Linked DNA regions of Sus scrofa: region 2 is linked to region 1. A link is a contact called in public Hi-C data. All regions are on one chromosome and are shown on one strand. The core of a region is the stretch at or near the end of the contact, and the rest is flanking DNA. Distances in the headings are between cores, read along the strand shown.

Region 1 (3,271 bases), core at 470-2,969:
CTAAAAAGACAAAGAGAAAAGACTGGTGCAAGGAAGAGCTGGTTTTTAAAAAGATAAACGGATCAGAAACACCTTTAGGCACACTCACTCACCAAGAGAAAAGGAGGGAGGGCTGGAAATCTGGAATGAATGAATGAATGACAGAAAGAAAGGAGGAAGGGAAAGGAATTCGGCTCTGCTAAGGGTTGACAAAGAAGGAGCGAAGTCCTGTGCAGACCCTGAAATCCACGGGGGGGGGGGGGGGGGCAGCCGCCCAGAAAGGAGGAGTGTTCTCGCCTTTGCTCCGCCCTGCATTCGAAAGGGAACTCCAGGGTGACCCCAGGGGTTCAGAAGAGGAAGTCTCAGAGGTGTATCAAAACCCAGGAAGGTCACTGAAAAAATTAACCTAAACAGAAGGGGAACAACTCACAACAAACACGAGACCGAGACCCGTATCAAAGGAACGCTGAGCCTGCGGAGTGTTAACAGCTTGACGCCCAGCAGTTCCCCTTTCAGAATGGGCACTTCTGACGATGTGAAAGACGCAGTTCCTAGAATTCAGGACTTTCGTTGATTTTTTTTAAAAGCAAAAAAAAAAAATTTAGGCTGATGGTGTGTCCCTTCCTTATCCTAACCCTGAACGCTGGCAGGCAGGCCACCGAAGAGAGAGGGTCCTGGTTCAACCAGCTGGGGAAGGTCCGGCAGGTAGGCTGAGGAAGGGCTGAGCTCTGAATTCTTCAGCATTTCCATTAGTTTAAAGTGCTCACTTGCCTGTTCGCTTGAAAATACGGGCTGGTCCTCTTTGCAGTGTCCCTTTAAATAGATTTTCCTCTGGCGCTGCCAAAAATAGCTCGAGGAGGTCCTTTGAGACTCCCATTCTTGTGCTCAAAAAATACACTCTCCTCCCAGCCCCAGACATATACACAGCCTGGGAAGCAGCATGCATCCCTCACTTCTTCCAGGGACCTCCAAACTATCAAAAATCATAAATCGTTCAGGAGAAAAACGGAACTGATCAGAGGAATAATTTTCCCAGGCCGTTCCTCCTTTGTTCGTTATGGGGTCGCCAAGTATCAAGTCTCTCATTTAGGCTCGGCAGGCAGGTAGGCCAAGGGCTGAATGGCCAAATGCCCACCTGCAGCCACGGAGGTAGTGGGCAGCAAAGAACGGGGCCAGGCACAAGAGGGCCGGTTAGGAACGAGGCAGCCCGAGGAAGCTCTGCCCAGGGGGACAGGGTGTGGCCTTTACTCGGTTCCAGCCAACTGTCCGCAAGGAGATCTGATTTTTTTTCTTCCCCAGTAAAACGACCCCTGTTAAAAACATTAGAAAGCTGCCCCAATTTTAAAAACAGCAACGTGTGGGACAGCAATACCAAAGAGGACACACGTGTGGGATGCTCTGGCCAGAGGCCCTGGTTTGCGACGTCTGGGTAAGAAGCAAAGACAAAGGAAGACAGACCCCGGGAGCTCACGACCTCGTCAAACTGAGAGTGTACACGCCCTGGAAACTGTCCCACAAGGTGGAAGGTGACCCGCGTTAAACGAGAGGGAGCGCAAAGGCTACGGGGAGCTGAGGAAAGCGAGAAGGCACTGGAGGCAGAAGGGATTCTTGCAGAGGCAGTGGCGTCTGAGCTGAGGCTCCCGAATGAGAAGGCTTTTGGCAGCAGAAGCTGGGGAGGGACCATTCCAGGCAGGGGAGGAAAAAAAAAAAAGACGGAGCAGGGAAGAGGATGGTTGAGAGCTGGTCACGAGACTCTTCCTGTTTCTCCCCAACAAACGCTCCTGGGTGCTGTGCGCCCCGCCGTGGGGACGCAGCAGGATTGCGAGGGTGACAGGCGTGGCTGCGGGGTCCGAAAGGGCCCAGGGCCAGACCGGGTCTTGGGGGCCACATCCAGAGTTTTATCTTCAGAGCCATGGGCAAGCTGCCTTTGAAGTTTTTTTTTGGCGGGGGAATCACATGTTGAGATGTGCAGCGTTCCAAGTTCCCCGGCTACGAAGCATGCGTTCTGCGGCCTGGACGGGCGCCAGAGCTCCACCAGCGAGAGCAGGCTGGGGGACAGGCCTTCGCCAGCAGTCCCCGAAAGAAAGAAGAGGATGACGGCTTGGACTAGGGGGAGAAAGTGGCCATGGGGAGGCGTGGGTGGACCCCAGAGACAGTGAGGGGTTAGCATCACCAGAACTCAGCAGCCCAGGGGAGGCACCAGGGAGGCAGAAGCCAAGTGGGACTGGCGAATGTGGTCGGTGCGGCTCTGCGGGGCTCAGGCCACACCGCCAGGGGCCCCGCCGCCAAGCAAGGCTGTGCCGGCAGCAGTGGGTGTCTAGCGGTTACTAGAGAGAAGAAAGGTTCAGAAGCCAGGGTGTATGGCCGAGGGAGGGCTGCCAGCGAAGCTCACAGGAGCGTTCCATCTCAGAACGCCTGCATCGCCAAAGCACTGTTTTCTCTCAAATGTGCTTTGTAAAATTCCACAGCTATTTTGTTTGGCCCAGTCCTGATGGCGAGGAGATCACTGGTGCTTCTCCCGTGTTTGATGGCTCTTCAGTAAGCTAATCTTATCTCCCAGATGTGGCATGGAAGAAGGGGGAGCAGCAGAGTGCCTCTAAGATCTATGTGAAGGCCAAGGATCCTCTTTGATCTGGGCCCCTTTTCTCGAGAATGCCCAGGAATGCTGGTTAACACCAGGGCCCCGCCTCCTGGGCGGCCAGGCCTGGGACGCCTTGCTTCCCAGCCACGGGCATCTGTGCATGAACCAGGTCCCCTCTGCTTCTAGACCATTAAGGAGATGCGAATACATCCCTCTTGCCTCGCAGGGCTGCCTGGAGGCACCCAAACTCCCGTCCCAGGAAGAAGACGCCAAGCCACTAGATGCTCAAGCCTCGATAACACGTGCCAATGGAGTCTCCGTGTTTCCATGAGGTCTCGCATGTACACCCAGCATCTGCCCCACACTATTCCTTCCTGACCCCCGAAATCTACCGAGTTCGGGCCTTTCTGGCAAGTCACAACGTGCGACGTCATCCGCATAAACATCGGGCCATTGCAGTAATGAAAAGAACAACAGGGAATCAGCAAGCGATAAGGGGGCTGAAATTGATGCTACCCTCTTCATTTCTCTCGCTCACGCTCCACCTCCCAAACCTTGGAATCTCAGCGTGTGTGTGCCGACACTGCAGGGGTACTCATCTCCCCTCGCAAACTGGCCTTTTTGACCCACGTGTCTGGACTGAGTTTGCACACCATGCCAAGATCATCCGGGAGACGCTTACGATACTCTGTTACACGTCATTTTCCCTAG
Region 2 (3,271 bases), core at 526-3,025, 720 kb before region 1:
ACATCAGCCACAGACAACTAATACAGTATAGTTCAGAGTCACCCTCTGTTCATGGAACCTGCCCCATGCTGGCATGCTGCAATTTGCCAGCTTTGAGAACAATAGCAGACAGTAACAACCTTCACATTTTTGCCACCATCTGTACTGCAAAGCTGAGTGATCTTCAGGAAGGTCTGAAAGCAGATCACAGACATTGGCAAAATGGAAGCTAGATCTAGAGAAGAAAACTTGCTAGATGCCACGTGGTATTGGCCATAGGCAGAGGAATTTGCAGGAACAGGTGAAGCATCCCTTGAAAGGCTATCTTTTAATAAAGATAAATTCTATTTTGAGAAAGTAAGAGTCTGAAAAGTATCATAGGTTTTATGTATATAACCCTATCTGTAGCCTTGTGTAGGGGAGACCAAAGGACCTGGGTTGTGTGACTAATCATAGCTAATTACACTACTATTTGCTAAATTTTTAAACACAAGGGAAGTCTTTTTAAATATAATTAGAGAAGAATTGAAAGTTGTCCCTGTGATGAGCTCCTTCTTGCATCTGTGTATTCCAGTGTCTTGAGCAGGGAAAAGTGCGTAGAATGTGAAAGGTTGCACTTGGAGTGACCCTCGGCCCAGAGACTGAACTCTCTCTGCACGTAATTCTGTGTGAGCTCCCACTGCGGATGATTCATTGACAGGTGTGGTGATTGGGATTATTGCCATAGGTCGGTGTGATTTCGGTAGGCTTACTGCCATTTCCTTTTTGGCCCATCACTATATATTTTAGAAAAGAATGAGGCCAGGAGAGAGGAGGAAGATACAGTGTATTTTTGTCTTCTGTGCGTGGCAGCGAAAATGATGCCGTCTATGAAGTTTCAGTTAATAATAAAACAGGAGCTACAAAGAGCAAATCAGAATCAGTGAATCTGAAATAATGTTACTCATAGTAACACATAAAAATGTGTCAGTACCATGTGCCAAATAATATATATATATGTATGTGTGTATGATTTATTTTTAATAAATAAATATACATATATACTTATTTTTCCTTACATAATGCTATTTGGAAATAACAAACAGATACTTTTATGACTCTCACCCTTATAAAATACTTTTATTTGCTTTCTCCCACAGAAATTCATATGCTATTTAACTTTTCGCCAGTAAGAGAAATATAGATGTGCTCATATGAGTGACAAGGTCTTCTTTCATATGAGTTTCCGAGTTAAAAAAACAAGGTTGGAAATGGCTGATGTACAGAGGCCCCAACAATTTCCATTTCCAATTTAGTCAAAACTTATCGACTGCGTCCACTGCACCAGGCACTGTGCTGGGTGCCAAAGACACAGAAATGATTTAAACATAGTTCCTTTCCTCAAGAAGCATCCATGCTGTGATAAAGGAAGTAAGTGCGTGCCTCAGACCAAAATGCAAGACTGGGAGGGCACCACAGAGGGAGTGATTTATTTTTGCCTGGAGAGAAATAAAACCTTCATATAAGGGGTGCCCTTTGAAAGGGCCTTGAAAGAAAAGAAGAAGGTCAAAAAGTGCGCTTTTTAAACAAAGACATGGCATAAAAACTCTAAAAGAAGGTTCAGTTTGTGTTCTTTAAGAAGGTTCAGTTGTATAACTGGAACTGAGCATTCTTCTAGTGGAGGGTGTGGCTGGGGGACCAGATAGGAAGTTGGAAGAGCTAAGATTCATCTGGCCTCACCAACCATGTCATCCCAGGCCAAGCATTCTCCATCTTTGGAGCAAGAGAAAGCAGCAGACCTGTTCAGTGTTCAGAGGCTGTCAGCAACACCTCTTTCAAAGTCTGTGTGTTCAGAGGCTGTCACCAACACCTCTTTCAAAGTCTGTCCAGCACTTGCGTTTCCTTAAAAAAAAAGATAGCAGGGCCTTCCTGCCACTTCCCACCTCAGAGATAGTTTCATGCAAGGTACCTAAGACTTAGTTTCTCAGTATGTGCATGTAGTTAAGTCTTTCTTCTTCTTTTTTTTTAATTTTTAGGGCTGCACCCGTGGCATATGGAAGTTCCCAGACAAGGGGCTGAGTTAGAGCCGCAGCTGAGACTTAGACCACAGCCACAGCAACTGGGGATCTGAGCCATGTCTGTGACCTACACCACAGCTCATGGCAATGCTGGGTCCTGAGCAAGGCCAGTTATTGAACCCACATCCTCATGGATACTAGTAGGGTTCTTAACCCACTGAGCCATGATAGGAACACCCAGTTTGTCCATTTGTTTGCTTTTATGTATAGTTGATTCATAATGTTGTGCCAATTTCTGCTGTACAGCATAGTGACCCAGTCATTCATATATATGTACATATATATATATATTCTTTTTTTCTCATACTATCTTCCATCATGTTCTATCCCAAGAGATTGGATATAGTTCCCTGTGCTGTACAGCAGGACCTCATTGCTTATCCATTCTAAAAACAAAAGTTTACGTCTACTTAAACTCCCAGTCCATCCCATTCCCTCTTCCCATGGCCTTGGCAACCACAAGTCTGTTCTTTATGTCTGTGAGTCTTTTTCTATATATATATTTCTATATATATAAAGCCTTCATCTCTTTATCTGAAAACCCAGGGAACTCATACTTCCATCGAGTGTTTTTATGAGATTGCAAGAGAGAAATACATGTGAAGCCCATGCACATTCTCTGACCCCGAGGAGTGGTAGCATGGTGTACGCTGACTGATGATGATGGTGATGGGGAAGAATGGGCTGGTCTCTGGGCTGCCTTGGGAACACTCCAAACATCCCCCCCACCCCCCCGCGAGGTGGGTAAGAACACCATGATCCAGGCAAGCCTGGCTGTGGCCCAGGGTGACTTCCTGCCCATCTGCGCTTCCCCTGCCACTGTTCCTGTGGCTCAGGTGGCTCAGGCAGCTGCTCCACCTGCTGCCTCTGGTGCCCTGACAGCTGTGGTGAGCCAGGCAATGGTCTATTAAACCAAACCTCAACTGGAAATGATCAGCCTTAAATAATCCCAGCAACAAGTCCCCTCCTCCCGTTCTCTCCCTGCCCTGTCTGCTCCCATCCTTTCATTCACCTGCTCTCATTTTCTCCTCACTCCTCTTGACCCTTCACTGCCCCTTCCTCACCCCCTCACTATTCTTGTCCTGATTCTCCCTTGCATGCTCAGTCCTCCTCCAGGGCTGCTTTTGTCCGCATGGTGTGGTAGGAGTCCCAGACATGAGGTCAGGAGGCTCAGAGACTGGTCGTGCTTCTGAGACAGCGGGAAGCCGCTTCACCCTCCTGGGATGTGGTTTCCT

Evidence for each region. Hi-C and Micro-C count contacts between places; a contact is called where the count stands out from the background.
Region 2: a contact with region 1 is called in a Hi-C map of epiblast stem cells, with 1.8 times the contacts expected there. The contact joins two enhancer-like sites. A contact is called at or near these places in 2 of 47 Hi-C or Micro-C datasets (epiblast stem cells and heart right ventricle) and 1 of 2 datasets of contacts at active chromatin or transcription factors (skeletal muscle).

What each region holds. Positions count from the first base shown.
Region 1 is chr2:144,618,024-144,621,294 of Sscrofa11.1, reverse strand. The region is part of intron 17 of ARHGAP26 (rho GTPase-activating protein 26); the gene reads right to left. Among named protein-coding and RNA genes, the nearest start is that of NR3C1, 310 kb to the left of the region's middle. Within about 2 kb of position 1,719, at least 27 of the 83 cell types and tissues checked have an H3K27ac peak or open chromatin away from gene starts, as enhancers often do.
Region 2 is chr2:145,339,740-145,343,010 of Sscrofa11.1, reverse strand. No RefSeq gene overlaps it. Among named protein-coding and RNA genes, the nearest start is that of YIPF5, 330 kb to the left of the region's middle. Within about 2 kb of position 1,775, at least 2 of the 83 cell types and tissues checked have an H3K27ac peak or open chromatin away from gene starts, as enhancers often do.